Regions from separate parts of the Podarcis muralis genome. Here region 2 is linked to region 1. Evidence: chromatin contacts called from public Hi-C data. All regions are on one chromosome and are shown on one strand. Each heading gives the region's core, a stretch centred on a gene start, on an enhancer-like site or on the middle of the called end of the contact. The rest is flanking DNA. Distances are from core to core; before and after follow the strand shown. Region 1 holds the start of CHCHD3 (coiled-coil-helix-coiled-coil-helix domain containing 3). Region 2 holds the start of LRGUK (leucine rich repeats and guanylate kinase domain containing).

The links. Hi-C and Micro-C count contacts between places; a contact is called where the count stands out from the background.
Region 2: a Hi-C map of tail shows a contact between it and region 1, with 3 times the contacts expected there. The contact joins the promoter of LRGUK here to the promoter of CHCHD3 in region 1. A contact is called at or near these places in 2 of 3 Hi-C or Micro-C datasets (blood and tail).

The regions. Positions count from the first base shown.
Region 1 is chr10:69,993,308-70,001,187 of rPodMur119.hap1.1, reverse strand. It overlaps CHCHD3 (coiled-coil-helix-coiled-coil-helix domain containing 3), which reads left to right and starts at 5,024. Exons shown (of 8, transcript XM_028745324.2): 1 at 5,024-5,204. The coding sequence starts at 5,121.
Region 2 is chr10:70,390,003-70,397,882 of rPodMur119.hap1.1, reverse strand. It overlaps LRGUK (leucine rich repeats and guanylate kinase domain containing), which reads right to left and starts at 4,963. Exons shown (of 20, transcript XM_077935357.1): 1 at 4,579-4,963; 2 at 1,283-1,390. The coding sequence starts at 4,842.

The DNA of each region.
Region 1 (7,880 bases), core at 3,775-6,274:
GAGACAGTCTTTATACCTCTTATGTTGGCAACCAGCATTACGCTTTCTATTTTTAAGTTCAGAATAGAGTAGTTTCTTCGGAAGACGATCACCAGGCATCCGCACAACATGACCAGTCCAACGAAGTTGATGTTGAAGAATCATGGCTTCAAAATTGGTGATCTTTGCTTCTTCCAGTACACTGGCATTAGTTCGCCTGCCTTCCCAAGTGATGTATAAAGATTTTCAGAGGCACCGCTGATGGAATCTTTTGAGGAGTTGGAGATGGCGTTTATAAGCGGTCCATGTTTCACAAGCATACAGTAAGCTTGGTAGTACAATAGCTTTGTAAACAAGCATTTTGGTTTCCCTGCAAATGTCCTGGTCCTCAAACAAGAGTGGCCTAGGGCAAAGGGGTCCAGTGAATTCCCCCTGACTCAAAAGTTCCAGAGGCCTTCACTTTTGATCGCCAAACCACAGAACCAATCGGAACATACAGATATCTGCAGACAACCATTTTATTACAGTGTGTATTACAGCAGAATTGCCTATTAGGCCGCCTGGGCTTTTTCATAATGGTGTCTGGGTGCTTCCTCACTAGAGCAATAAGCAAGTAAGTCAGACAGACCTTGCTTTGATGTTTGGGCAGTGTCCCTGCCACTTCTAGTCCGTCTTTCTCCACTCAGCCTGGACTGGAAAACTTCCAAGTCAAAATGGGATTGAAGAAAGTGGGTCTTGGGGCTACCACTGGAGATGATAGAAGCTGTCCAGTGCAATGGGATTTGTAGTCGATTTCTTCAATACCCACAGCATTGTGATGAATCAGGAAACTTAGCTTGGTCATGGCAGCGGCTGCTGGGGAACCCACAAAAGGGGCAATTATTTATTATTGTTTTGAATCTTATTGTGGTGTTATCTTCCTCAGTGGGTTGTGCAAATCACTATTCTTAGGTTACCAGATTTTTTAATGAATCCAGGGACACTTTAAATACATAAATAAATAAATACTACATGTTCAGGACATTGATGCTGCAGTGATAGCAGTGGCAGAGGGGCGGCCACCGCCTTGACCTCAACTGCCATGTTTCCCCTTCCTCCGAGGCTTCTATCTTCTTTCTCCATGAGCCTGGGCAGCCCCTGAGGAGTTGGTTCTTCAGTGGTGGTGGTGGGGAAGCAGTGTGTGGTGGGAAGGCTCAGAAGGAGGGCCGAGGGGGGCAGTGGCGGCAGCAAGGCTCGGGCAGCGCGATACCTCCCTTCCCATCGGAGCAGCCCCAATCCCATTCCTACTTGTGTGCAAGCGGGAGGGGGCAGGGATCCCTCAGCTGGGAAGGAAGGCTTCCTGATGCCTAACTGAGAGATCCCTGCCCCCTCCTGCTTGCACACAAGTAGGAGTTGGGAGGCTGCTCCGATAGGCAGCATGAAGCCTCCCTTCACAGCTTGGTTGCTGGGGTCAGGGAAGGTGGAGGCAGCCTGGAAGCTGAATCTTAGAGCCCCTGCACCACCATCAGATGGGGACTTCCGAGCAGCTCCTGAAGCCAGCCAGAGCCAACTGCTCCGGGCTGCTGAGACTGCCGCTGCTGCGTTTCCTGGGGACATTCCAGGGATGGAATTTGTCTGGTGACTTATTCACAAATCTGGGGACTGTCCTGGGGGAAATGGGGACGTCTGGTAACCCTACACTATTCTGAATAATGCTTTTTGTAGGGCAAGGGCACCGGGGATGGGTTTATGGAGCCAGGTGGGCAGTGGCCCGAAAACAGTTTGGGAGCTACTCTGCTAATTGGACAATGGTGTTGGATGCTGCTCAGTGTGTTAGAATACTGTTTCAAGCCAACACTGCCACATTCTAGAGGGGTAGCCATTTTAGGTGGTTGCAACAAAACACCGAAGAGTGAAGTGGCACCTTCATGAATAATAATGATAATAAAATGATGGCATGAAGATTTTGTGGACCATACGACATTTATCAGCGCAAGAAGAGCCTGTGTTCTCAGCTTCTAAACACAATTGGATACTAAAACGTCACTGCGCACGACACGAGGTATTAAATACTTTTGGAAGTTCCACTCCATTCCGCGTCGTGGCAAGTGTGTGTGTTTGTGTGTGTTCATATTCTTCCAGTGATTTTCTAGATTGCCAAGGAGCCCCCCAAAGTAATAAAGGATTGTGTTTCTACATTGTTGTAGCCTGCCCTGGGACTTTCCGGTGAATGGCAGGTAAGAACTCTAATAAAGGTCCAATTAGCCGAGGCCACTCAGCATTTAAACTGGCAGCTGGAGAGAAATAACTTTCTACAATAGGTTCCCGATATTGTTTGGTGGGATGAGGCTTCGTGATCTCGAGGCACGGGATTATAATTGAAAAGCAAACTTGAATTTACCTGAGGAAAACATCAAAATATAGGCACAGAGGAAGTTGCCTTATAGCAGGTGGCTCTAATTTTCCCATTTCACCCAGGAATGCCTGACTTCAGAGGTAGACCCTTCCCAGGGTCTCAGAAAAACGAGTCTTTCTGTTCAGCTGCTGCTTGGGTTTTTTTTAACTGGAGATTGAACCCTAAAAAAACCCAAACCAAAAAACCACCACTTTCCTAATGAGGTGATCTGGAATTTCTCCAGAAACTGGCTGGTTGTTTAGATGGATTTTGGTGTGTGTGGAATCCTCTTTGCTCTTTGGCTATGACTTTTCTCTTCAAGAGGCTTAATTTGAATCTAAATTACCACCCCCTGCCCCCCCCTGCAAGCCTTGGTGTTTTCAATACATAAACCAACTGCTCTTTTGACTAACTGTTTACTCATAGCCTTTAAATCCCAAAGAGGTTCATCGTGGGGGGAAATGGCCTCGTACTCAATCAAAAGTTGGTTTCTGTTTGTGGCAAATGAGGGAGACACAATGCCGCAATCCACTGCTAATAGGTTCCCCCCCTCAAGCTCCTGTTGAACCTTATCTTCTCCACCTGGTGCCTCGCTGCTTAACATCATGGCATGCCTGCTTTTCTGCTTCATGCATCGGTTTGCCTCGGATGCCAAGAAGAGACTCCCTTGCGTTCATGCTGACGGCAGGTCTCTCTGTAATACTGGGGCTACGTATGTGTGCAGGCTGGGTGGGAATCGTTTTGCAGTTCAGTCGTGCCAAGGCTTCCTTCCTTCCTTCCTTGCAATGCGTGGTTGTTCGATGTACTATTACTTCATGCCCACACTTGCCCTTGTCAATATGCCCTCAGCCTTGTTCCTGCACAGAACAGGGAAGGCAGCGTACCTGCTGGGGTGGTAGCTTAGTGTAATGTGCTTTTGGCTGCCCAACCTTCTCAGGAGGCACCTGGATGCATCTGTCATGAGCTGAAGCTGCTAAGTTTCCGAGCACAATTCAAAGTGTTGGTTCTGACCTTTAAAGCCCTAACAGTGAATCCTGTTAAGTTCAGCTTATAGAGGATTGCTATTTCAGAGCTTGTCAGTGTGGCCTAGTGGTTGGATTGCTGGACTGGGACCTAGGAGTAAGGTAAAGGTAAAGGTACCCCTGCCCGTATGGGCCAGTCTTGACAGACTCTGGGGTTGTGCGCCCATCTCACTTAGGAGGCTGGGGGCCAGCACTGTCCGGAGACACTTCCGGGTCACGTGGCCAGCGTGACAAAGCTGCATCTGGCAAGCCAGTGCCGCACACGGAAACGCCGTTTACCTTCCCGCCAGTAAGCGGTCCCTATTTATCTACTTGCACCCGGGGGTGCTTTCGAACTGCTAGGTTGGCAGGCGCTGGGACCGAGCAGCGGGAGCGCACCCCGCCGCGGGGATTCGAACCGCCGACCTTTCGATCGGCAAGCCCTAGGCGCTGAGGCTTTTACCCACAGCGCCACCCGCGTCCCGCCGGGACCTAGGAGACTAGGGTTCAAATCCCCACTCCGCCACTAAGTTAACTGGGTGACCTTGGGTTTAGTCACTCTCTCTCTCTGCCTAACCTACCTCACAAGGTTGTTGGGAGGGTGGCATGAAGAGGAGGAGGGGCCATGAGATCCCTGGAGGAAGGATGGGATGTAAATGTAGTAATAAATAAGATTTGGACCGATATCTAAATAACAAGGCTCTGATCTCGCATATTTTGGCAGGGGCTCTAATCACAATGGCAATTTGGGAAGACTTCTGATCTCAGTTACCTGGACCTAGCAATTTGCGCTTTTGGCTCAGGGGAGCCAGGTATTATTATTATTATTATTATTATTATTATTATTATTATTATTATTATATTTATATGCTGCCTCCTTCCCTGACATGTGCCTTACAGCTAAAATAGAAACAGCTAAAAACCTAGGGAGGAGGATGGGGGGAGAGTAATCCTTAAAAAAAAAAAACACCCCCAATTAATAAGGTACCAGAAGTGATAGGATTTAGTACAAGGGTATATTTTTAATATAAATTATATTTTTTTCGGGGAGAAATTTTGCGTGATTGTTTTGATTTAGACTGCAGAACCCATTGAAATTATAGACCACACAGTCTTTTCCTCATTGTATTCTTCACTATTGTATTGTATTATTATATACACAGATTTTTCACTAGTAAACTGCATTAGCTGTGCCATACTTCCTCGTTGACAGTTTACTGACAGCTTCAAACCGTTTCCTATTTAATTGCTTCTCCCCCCGCAACCTGCTTTGCCGCTATTAAAATTCAGTTAAGAAAGTAGAATTAAAGAGCAAATAAAAGCAGCAGCTACATCTGAAGGCTTGAACTACACAGCCCACAATCCATTGCGGCTCCCGCGAGTGATTTGCGGCCTGACTCTCAGACAGACTCCCTTTTACCCAGCCTGCCTTGCGAGCACACCCCTTTGCCCCAGGGCATCCTGGGAATTGAAGTCTCGCCGCCTTCTCAGCTCCCACAAGTTCTGTCGGGAAACCCACGAGTCGGAAAAAACTTTCCACCCGGCCTGGTGGACACGCCGGGGCGGGCTGTTGCCCTGGGCAACCAGCTTCTGAGCCAACGGGAGCCCGGCGCGCTGTGGGCGGTGGGCGGGCCTCGAGGGGCGGCGGGCCAATCGCGCGTCGGCGGGCGTGGCGCGGGTCTCCTCGGGCACCTTGTCCCGTCTTCTGCTTCTTTGCGGCCTAGTCGGCGCTCGAGTGCGCGACCCTCGCCGGCAGCCGGGTCGTGATGGGCGGCGGAGGCAGCGCCCCGCGGAGGGTCACCTTCGAGGCGGACGAGAATGACAACATCACGGTGGTGAAGGGCGTCCGGGTGAGAGAGAGAGAGAGAGAGAGGGAAGGAGGGAGGGAGGAGGACAGGCCGACCTTGCAGGGTTGTCGTGCTGCTGCCTTGACCTCCTCAGCTGCTGCTGCTGCTCATTTACTACGTCTCTTAATTTTTATTTGTGAATTTTTTTTATTAGTTTTCAATTGCAACAATCCAATAATAGCCTCATTATAACAATGTCATATTATAATACAATTAGCAATACCCGTCATATGGTAAAGGTAAAGGGACCCCTCACCGTTAGGTCCAGTCGTGGCCGACTCTGGGGTTGCGGCACTCATCTTGCTTTACTGGCCAAGGGAGCCGGCGTTTGTCCGCGGACAGTTTTTCTGGGTCATGTGGCCTGCATGATTAAGCCGCTTCTGGTGAACCAGAGCAGCGCACGGAAACACCTTTTACCTTCCCGCTGGAGCGGTACCTACTTATCTGCTTGCGCTGGTGTGCTTTCGAGCTGCTAGGTGGGCAGGAGCAGGGACCGAGCAACGGGAGCTCACCCCGTCGTGGGGATTCGAACCGCCAATCTTCTGATCGGCAAGCCCTAGGTTCTGGGGTTTAACCCACAGCTCCACCCGCGTCCCGTCCATCATTCAGTACCCATCATCAAATTATATAATTTAGGTCCCCCCCCCCCCCCCGCCCAGCACGCTAGAATTGATGGTTTGGTGGTTTTGTTTATTTCCATGTTCCAAAATATATATATTTTAAAATAATCTTTATTGCATATTGGAAAAAATGCAACAAAAACAAATGTTAAACATTAAGCCTACATCTTCAAAAAAGAATTACAAAAAGAGCAAAAATATAAAATGAAAAAGAAAAAATATATAAAAAGACAAAATAAATTGATCATGTACACAGTTATTCAAAGTATACAAACAGTAGTTGGATTTTTCTATACTCCAAGTTCCAAAATCTTATCAATTTAAATTACGCTCCAGTCAAGATAACAAATCCTGTATACAACAACTGCAGTATTAACGACTTCCATTCGTTTTGGCACATTAAATGATTTATAAAACTACAAGTGAGACACTCAAGCTATATCCTTGTTCTTCCTGTGTGTGGCCGTTATTCTGTCCATGGTGTTTCTTCCTGTCATTGTAAAATGTTACGTCTTATCTTTTCCTGGCTGCTGCTGTCCTCCATCATGCCTTGGGCGGAGCTAATATCCCATTGATGTTTCAGAAATTCTCCATTGCTCCGCCCTGTGCTTCATGCGTCTCTTATCTTTTGGTCTTGCAAGGGTCTCTGGGGAAAGCGTTCGAATCTGGCATTGCAGTTTCCCATCTGGCCCTGTACTTTCCCATGACTTTTATTTAGTTATTGTAAGCCGCCTTGAGCATGGTTTATAGCTATGGAAAGGTGGCGTGCAAATGAGATGGCCCTGACAGTTGAGGTCCTTGACAGGATCCATCTGTTGCAGAGGCACGGTTACGGCTAATGACTCGCCCTATGTCTGGGGCTCTTGTTTTTCTGAGTTGTCGAGGTCTTTTTGTCTGGTGGCACCTGGAGGTGCACTTCATGGGACTATAGCATTGCAGAGTGGGAAGGGACCCTGAGGGTCATCCATTCTGACCCCCTGCAATGCAGGGATCTTAACGGAAGCGCCTGCGACAGATGGCCACCTGACGGTTGCTTTATAAACCTCTCAAGGTGTAGAAAGTCTGCAGTCTCTCACGGGAGTCTGTTCCACTGCTGAACAGTTCTTGCCATCCAAAAGTTCTTCCTAATGTTGAGTTGGAATCTCCTTTCTTGTCATCTTTCCGAGCACAATTCAAAGTGTTGGTGCTGACCTTTAAAGCCCTAAATGGCCTCAGTCCAGTATATCTGAAGGAGCGTCTCCATCCCCATCATTCTACCCGGACACTGAGGTCCAGCGCCGAGGGCCTTCTGGCAGTTCCCTCCCTGCGAGAAGTGAGGTTACAGGGAACCAGGCAGAGGGCCTTCTCGGTGGTGGCACCCGCCCTGTGGAACGCCCTTCCTTCAGATGTGAAGGAAATAAGCAGCTATCCTATCTTTAAAAGACATCTGAAGGCAGCCCTGCTTAGGGAAGTTTTTAATATTTAATGCTGTATTGTTTTTAACAGTTGATTGGAAGCCGCCCAGAGTGGCTGGGGAAACTCAGCCAGATGGGCGGGCTTTAAATAATAAATTATAATTATTATTATTAGCCTCAAATGTTGCAACCTTTCCTCATACAATATATTCCTAATAATAAGAACAACAACAACAATAGGATCTGGTCTCTCCCACTACACCACACTGGCTCTTGAATGACTTTGAAAGAGGGTTGGACAGATTCACAGAGGAGGAAAAAGCTTTCAATGGCTACATGCCGGGATGGATATTATCTGCCTCTATTGTTGGAGGTTGTATACCTCTTCATGTGTGGCTCACGGGCTGGCTGTTCCTCACCTCTGCACTATGCCAATGAGAGGCCCAGGCGACAGTAGGAAGAAGCAATTCCTGCCACTTCCAGCTCACTTGTTTACTTATATTCTCTTTTTATTGGTAACACAGTGGTCTGAATTGGGCTAGCTGCATTGCCCAGAGACTGCGCAACCACAGTGCTGGCTGGAGAGTGAAAACCTTCAGTGAGTAATCTGAGGAAATGGTATCCTGCCACTTCCTCTGTTCACTCATTCCTTTGCCCTCTCTAGG
Region 2 (7,880 bases), core at 3,714-6,213, 400 kb before region 1:
AAAGGTACCTGGAAGTTTTTTATGTTTGATGTTTTGTTATGTTTCTGTATATGATAGAAGCTGCCCAGAGTGGCTAGGGTGACCCAGTCAGATGGGCGGCGTATAAATATGATGATGATGATGGTGATGATCAAGAGAGGGCTACTGAAAGCATCCCCTGCTTGTGGGTTTCCCAGAGGCATCTGGTTGGCCACTGGGAGAACTGGATGATGGATCAAATTCACTACTGGCCTGATGAAGCAGGCTCTTCTGTTACATTCTCAATTTGATCTGGAATCAGCTGGACGTCATTTATTTAAGAATTCTCACTTGCCATTTGGGGGTGCCCTGCCTTCATATGACAGTTTACAAAAAACCAAAGCACACAGCATAATAATAAATAATGAGGCTGCTGAATGAGATATTAGTAGTAGTAGTAGTAGTAGTAGTAGTAGTAGTAGTAGTAGTAGTAGTACTTCTAATAATTTATTATTTATACCCCGGCCCATCTGGCTAAGTTTCCCCAGCCACTCTGGGCAGCTCCCAATCGAGTGTTAAAAACAATACAGCATTAAATATTAAAAACTTCGGTAAACAGGGCTGCCTTCAGATGTCTTTCAAAAATAAGATAGCTGCTTATTTCCTTCACATCTGAAGGGAGGGCGTTCCACAGGGCGGGTGCCACTACCGAGAAGGCCTTCTGCCTGGTTCCCTGTAACCTGACTTCTCCCAGGGAGGGAACCGCCAGAAGGCCCTCGGCGCTGGATCTCAGTGTCCGGGCAGAATGATGGGGGTGGAGACGCTCCTTCAGGGATACAGGACCGAGGCCGTTTAGGGCTTTCAAGGTCAGCACCAACACTTTGAATTGTGCTCAGAAACGTACTGGGAGCCAATGCAGATCTCTCATTGTCATGTGTCAGACTGAAACACTACTATTGTTTTATGCAAAACATTTCCTAGTTATTTAACTCATTCCACTTATGAACTGCTTCCTATAAAATGCCTCAAAGCAACCAAATCCCTGCCTTTGGGACACTCTTCCCACCCTACCATGCAATCACTTCAAAATCAGAACAGTTTCAAGTAACATTGGTCCTTTGGAGCAGCTGAGTTCTAGTGGGCAGAGGGGATTTCTTAATGCAGCATCAGACCTAATGCCTCAAATATCACATATACAACAGGGGTAGAAGCACATGACCATGAACGCGAACAAAGGGTCATCAGTCCAGCCAATAAGGCCACGTTAAGGATTCAAATGGGAGAGGATGTAGCTTGACCGCAAAACTATTTGCCATTAACTCACCGAAAGTGACAGATCGAGGTAGACATGTTCTGTGCCCGGGGCTGAACGCCCCAATTTTTGCAGGGCTTCAGCAGTCATTTCTTCAGTCAGCACGCCATCAAATTCCTCCTGAGAGAGAGAGAAAGGCAGAGTGTTGGTTGGGCTAAAATAATCAAAGCCGGACAACCTCCCTAAAGAGGTATGGCCAACTGTGAGAGAAGATTAGGGCTCCAGCTGGGTCCTTTCCCCAGAGGAACCTGACAAATACCTTCGCTCAATCAGTGCAAAATAAACAGAGGGCTACAGACTGTCAGGAGCCCATTTCCATTTTCGGCAAACTTGCCATTTGGCAATTAGCTTATATATCTGGGTTTCTAACACTGTTTCCAAGTGAGGCACGCAGCAGCCTCAGCGCTGGCTTGTAAGGCCACCGACCAGGCAAAAGTGATGAGCTGCAGCCCAGGAGAGAAGACGATCCAATGCCAGGGGTGAGGTGAGGTCGCAGCCTTTACTAGGGAATGTTGCCATCACTGGGCTACAACCCAGAAACTGGGAGGATAGCAATTACCGTATTTTTCGCCCTATAGGACGCACTTTTCCCCCTCCAAAAATGAAGGGGAAATGTGTGTGCATCCTATGGGGCGAATGTAGGCTTTCGCTGAAGCCTGTAGAGCGAGAGGGGTCAGTGCACACCGGCACCTCTCGCTCTCCAGGCTTCAGGAAGCTATCCGCAAGCCTTGGGAGCCCGCGGGAGTTCCCGCCAGGCTCCCGCGGCTTGCAGAGAGCTGCCTGCATTCTGAAGCCTGAGGCGCACTGAGCTCAGCGCGCCCCAGGCTTCGGGCTTTGCGCAGCTCTCCGAAAGCCGTGGGAGCCCGGCGCGACTTCGCTCTTTGCGCCCACGGCTTGCGGAGAGCTGCCTGCATCCCTGCAGATAGCAGCCTGTTCTGGGGGCTGGGGGAAGCTCGGGCTTCCCCCACCCCAGCCCTGCGCCTGGGGGGGGGGAATAATTTTTTTCTTTATTCCCCCCCCCCCCAAAAAAAAACTAGATGCGCCCTATGGGCCGGTGCGCCCTATGGGGCGAAAAATATGGTATCTTATTCTTATCTATGATAATTTGTAGGTCATCTTATTTATATAATAAAAGCGTCAGATCAGAATGGATGGCATGAGGCCCCAGGGATCCCCCACCAAGTCGTTGATCATTTCCACACATTTAGGTAGCTGCAACAGCACAAAAGTGGTTGGTACACTAAGAACATTACTTTGCCACACAGATGCTCCTTGCTCAATAAAATCCTGGTTCCAGTAACCATCCGCCTTGCCTCTTCTGGGGCCCTGGGATGCAGCTGGGTGATGTAACGCATGAAACAAGAGCTATACTGGCATTGCTAGGTCCTCGCCTGAAGCCTTCAGTGTTGAGGTAGGATACCTTAGCATACCGACAGGTGCAGGCTCCATCTGGCAATCCTCGTGAGAATGAATGTTTCGTTTTATATAAGCATTAGTGGTTAATTTAACAATTGTATTAAACAGTAAAAACAAATAGGAAGCCGCTATAAATGTATTTTTAATCTTCTGTTGGAAGCCGCCCAGAGTGGCTGGTGAAACCCAGCCAGATGGGCGGGGTAGCAATATATTATTTATTATTATTATTATTATTATTATTATTATTATTATTATTATTGAGGCCAGATCAGTGCTCCATCTAGATCAGTGGCTCTCTGGGGTCCCTGGCAGCACAGCCATTCCCAGTCCTACCTGGAGAGGCCATTGGGGACAGAATCTTGAGCCTTCTGCATGCCAAACAGAAATACGGGAAACTGTCTTAAACCGAAGCAGACCACTGATCCATCCAGCTCAGTACTGCCTACACTGACTGGCAGCGGCTCTCCAGAGTCCCAGACACGGCTCTTCCTCAGTCCTGCTGAGAGATGCTGCCGGGAAAGGAACCTGGGACCTTCTGCCTGCAAAGCCTGGGAAAGCTGAGTGGGTAGAGCATGAGACTCTTAATCTCAGGGTTGTGGGTTCGAGCCCTGTGTTGGCCAAAAGATTCCTGTATTGCATGACCCTCGTGGTCCCTTCCAACCCTGATTGGCAATGGAAAAGTGCGCCTTTGGGGGTGAAGTCAAACTCAAACCATGGACAGTTACAGCGTCCGCTGTGGCTGCAGAGACAGATATGGGAGAGACATGTTTTGTTGCAGCTGGGGCAGATGAAGACGTCCGGTTGTGCTGCTACAGATGCACTGTGGCGTTTCTTCTCTCTGCGCTCCTCCCAGCAGCCCCTTTCCAACTCTATGTTTCTACCCCCTGAGATACATGGGCTCTTCCCCCAAATGGGATCAGGAGGAGAAGCTGCCTTAGAAAGCATCAGATTGGTCCATCTAGCTCAGTGTTTATTACACAGACTGGCAGCAGCTCCCCAGGATTTCTCCCAGCACTACCCTGCTTTTTTGTAAATTGCTTTGCAAACGAGGCATACAAATGTTATGCAGTAAATATACAAACAAATAAACAAATGCTGTATTGTTTTTAACACTCTATTGGAAGCCGTCTAGAGTGGCTGGGGAAACTCAGCCAGATGGGCGGGGTATAAATAATAAATTATTATTAATTATTATTATTATTATTATTATAAAGGACGGCCAGGCACGCGAGCCCCCCCCTCACTCCCTTAACCCCAAACTTCCCGTAATCATTCGAGTAGTGCGAACCCTTCCACTCCACCATGCAAATAAGCCTCCCATATTTCTCCCTCTAGGCGCGCCTCCCCAGAGGGGCACTCCCGTATTTCTCCCTCTGGGTGCGCCTCCCCTGAGGGGCACTCCCGTATTTCTCCCTCTAGGCGCGCCTCCCCAGAGGGGCACTCCCGTATTTCTCCCTCTAGGCGTGCCTCCCCAGAGGGTCACTCCCGTATTTCTCCCTCTGGGTGCGCCTCCCCAGAGGGGCACTCCCGTATTTCTCCCTCTGGGTGCGCCTCCCCTGAGGGGCACTCCCGTATTTCTCCCTCTGGGTGCGCCTCCCCAGAGGGGCACTCCCGTATTTCTCCCTCTAGGCGCGCCTCCCCAGAGGGGCACTCCCGTATTTCTCCCTATAGGTGCGGGATCGCCGTTCCCGTAATTATCCAAATAGCACGTCGACAGCCCCTCCTCCCCGCGGAAAGAAGGGTCGGGCGCTCCCGTAATTCTCCTTGTAGGGGCGCCCTCTCCAAACGAACCCGTGCCCGTAGTTCGCCGAGTAGCGCCCCCTCTCTTTATAGACAGACAGGTGCCAACCCATGTTAGGGGCGGCGAAACCCCCTCCTCCTCCTGCACCCACCTCCATGGGCTCGGGCTCCGGTTCGGACTCGGTGGACTCCTCTTCCTCGACGGCCAGCTCCTCCTCGTCCTCCTGGTTGAACGTGGCGCTGCCTTCCAGGCCTTCGGTGCCCCTGGGGAAGCGCTCGTCGAAGCGGCTGAGGAGGAGCGAGAAGGTGACGGACGGCGAGGTCGCCCAGGAGCGCAGCCCGCCCGACCGGGCGTCATCGCCGCTCTGCGCGCTCCGGATGATGCTGCGCCCGTAGAAAGCCGAGCGGGAATGCATGTCGGCCAAGGGGGGTCCTTCGTGGGGGTCTCGGTCTCTCTTTCTCTCAGGGGGAAAGAGGCCGCCTGGGAGACGCCATCTTGTGTCCCTGCCGTTGCTCGGCAACGAGGCGGAAAAGGGGGGGGAGCGGCGCAAGGCCCGCCGGGAGTTGTAGTCGCCGTCCTCGCGCGAAAACGGCCTCCGGGAAGCCCGCGCCGCGGTGCATCGCGGGAAGTGTAGTTCGGCCTGTCAGAAAAGAAATGAGCGCGCGGGTTTCGAAATGGCTTGTTTCTTTATTGCCACGAAACTTATATCTCTAAATGGTTCCTTATTTATTTCCACACACACAAAAACAGCCGCTCGATTGCAGTGGAAACCTCGACGAGGTTTACAGGAAGAATAAAAGCCATTGGATTAGAAGGGATTTGCAAACGTTTAAAATAGGACCAGAACTAACGAATTCACCCCCCTCTTTTATTCTTATTGTTAATTATCTTTACCACACTAAGCTGTACTACAAAAGTAATGCGGATACATCATTTCCTATCTGTAATAACTAATCATTTTGGCATATTTACACTTTGAAACATTTTTGGTATTCAGAAATGTTTATCTGAATGCTTTCATTGCTTTGTTATTTTTATTCCACCTAACTGTTGCATGTCATTGAGAGATGTATCTCAATGCTACCGTGTTAAATTGAATAAAAACTATGTTACAAATAACAACAACACCCCAAATGTAGGGCTGCCCAAACGCCCAGAATTTACCAGACACACAAGGAATCTGGCATTTGTGTCCAGAAGGAAATTGGGAAAACAGCCCATGGCAACCCATGTCAGTTGCGTTGTTTTTGCCGAAAGCTGAAAAAGGTTTTTTTTACATTGCTGTAAAAGCTCAAAAACATTTGTATCTGGATTTTAACTTTTTAAAATATGGCAACCCTACCAAAAGTAGTATGGATAGGGGTATAAAATGTAACACCCCCCCGAAACAGTATTTCAGGATTCAGATTACATTACATGTGTGTGTGTGTGTGTATGTGTGTGTGTGTGTACACATATACACAGAGAGAGAGGTTTTTTTCCTGGGGGGACACGCCCCCTAAACATTTGGTGAATCTTTGTACTTTTGTCCATTTACTGTATTTATTTTTTTCTGATTTGAACTATAAAATGGTGATTTTCTGGAGTCAAAATGAGAGTACCCCTAAACATTTTTTTCCAGAAAAATAGCACTGCACAGGCATATATATTCTACAGATTGGATTAAGTTGATTGAACATTATATTTGATCCTCTATAATATCAAATTTTATCTGTACAGAGTACATTGTTTTCTATAACCTATGTTGTTGTTGTTTAATTGTTTAGTCGTGTCCGACTCTTCGTGACCCCATGGACCAGAGCACACCAGGAACTCCTGTCTTCCATCAAACCAAATGACTTCATTAATTAGATGCACATTTTTTTTAACCATTGTAAACCACATTGATATATTGCTGCAGTGCAGCAGTATATAAACAAACAAAGCAATCAATCAATCAATCAATCAATCAATCAAACTTCTCAATTAATCCTATTTTCCCTTGAAAAAGGCCAGACCATTTTATATGTGGTTGGAACTGAGCTAAATCAATGATATGCTAAAAACCCAAATTAAATCACATGCATTTTTAGAAGTTAAAGGTATTTTTAAGCTACAGCCAGAAATGTCCTCTCACATTCTGCCTTAAGACTCCTTCCAAATGGAGACTTATTTATTTATTTATTTATTTTCTATATTGCCAAGGTTCATGGGGCAGTTTACAATATAAAATCACAAAAATACATACCATTGTAACCAACAGAAACAACAACCCCCCCAAAACATAGATCTATTATTATTTGTTAAATTTCATGGCATGACCATCAGCCAGATTGTCCCCCACTTTGGCTCAGTGTACAGTCCGTAGCCTAAGGAAGAGCTCTGTGGAACCCAGAAGCCTGCACACTATTTTTGTGATGCTTTCCTTGGCTTTATGTAAGAGTGTCCATCCATCCCCCATCAGGGCCGGCCCAATACATTTTAGCACCTGAGATGAACCACAAAATGGCGCCCCACTCCCACCCAAGGAAGAAGGAATGAAGATAGATATCAGAAAGTAAAGGTTAATAAAGATCTACGGTACATTGAGATCCGCTGCCCTTGTGGATTCTGCCGCCTGAGGCTGTTGCCTCACCTTGCTTCATGCGTGGGCCTACCCTGCCTCCGCCCACTATACAAATCACAAAGAAGAATACAAAGGACAGGGAGCAGGGGTCCCCAAACAGGTCCAGCTGGTCCACAAGGTGTCCGTGGATTTGTAGCTGAAGATGGGAGACACCATTCATTGCACTGAAGGTTCATGTTGATTTTGGCTTGTATTTTTACAGTTTCTTTTATGTCTTATGTTGCATTGTATTCTATTAGGATTTGAACTCTATGGCAGAAGAGTCGGGGGGACAGATCCAAAGGAGGGGCTTCTTTGCACAGGAGCTCCCTGCTGCAAATGATTTTGCAAAGGGATTCTAGCTGTTCATAGCGGTTGAGTCTATCAGTGGCCACGACTCACAATGGCAAGTGGCAGTAGGGAAACACAGGGCGAAGTGGTGTGTGAAATTGCAGTCTCTTTCTGGGAGCCTCCTAAACCCTGCCTCCAGCTCCAGTTTTCTTAATTGCAAAATAAATACAGCAAACACATGTGAAGAGTAAATGAATGAAAGGTAAGATTGATAGGAAGCTGCCTTTGTACTGAATCAGACCTTCGGGTCCATCTAGTTCTGTATTGTCCACACTGATGCGCAGCAGCGCTCCAGGGTTTCAGGTGAGGCTCTCTCCCAGTCCTACCTGCAGAAGATGCCAGGACTGAACCTTTGAGTGAACAGACCAACCCCTGTGTTGCAAAATATGACTCAGCAATATCGAAAGCAACATGATGGCCAGAAACAATTACAGAACAGTGGTACCTCGGGTTACATACGCTTCAGGTTACATACGCTTCAGGTTACAGACTCCGCTAACCCAGAAATAGTACCTCAG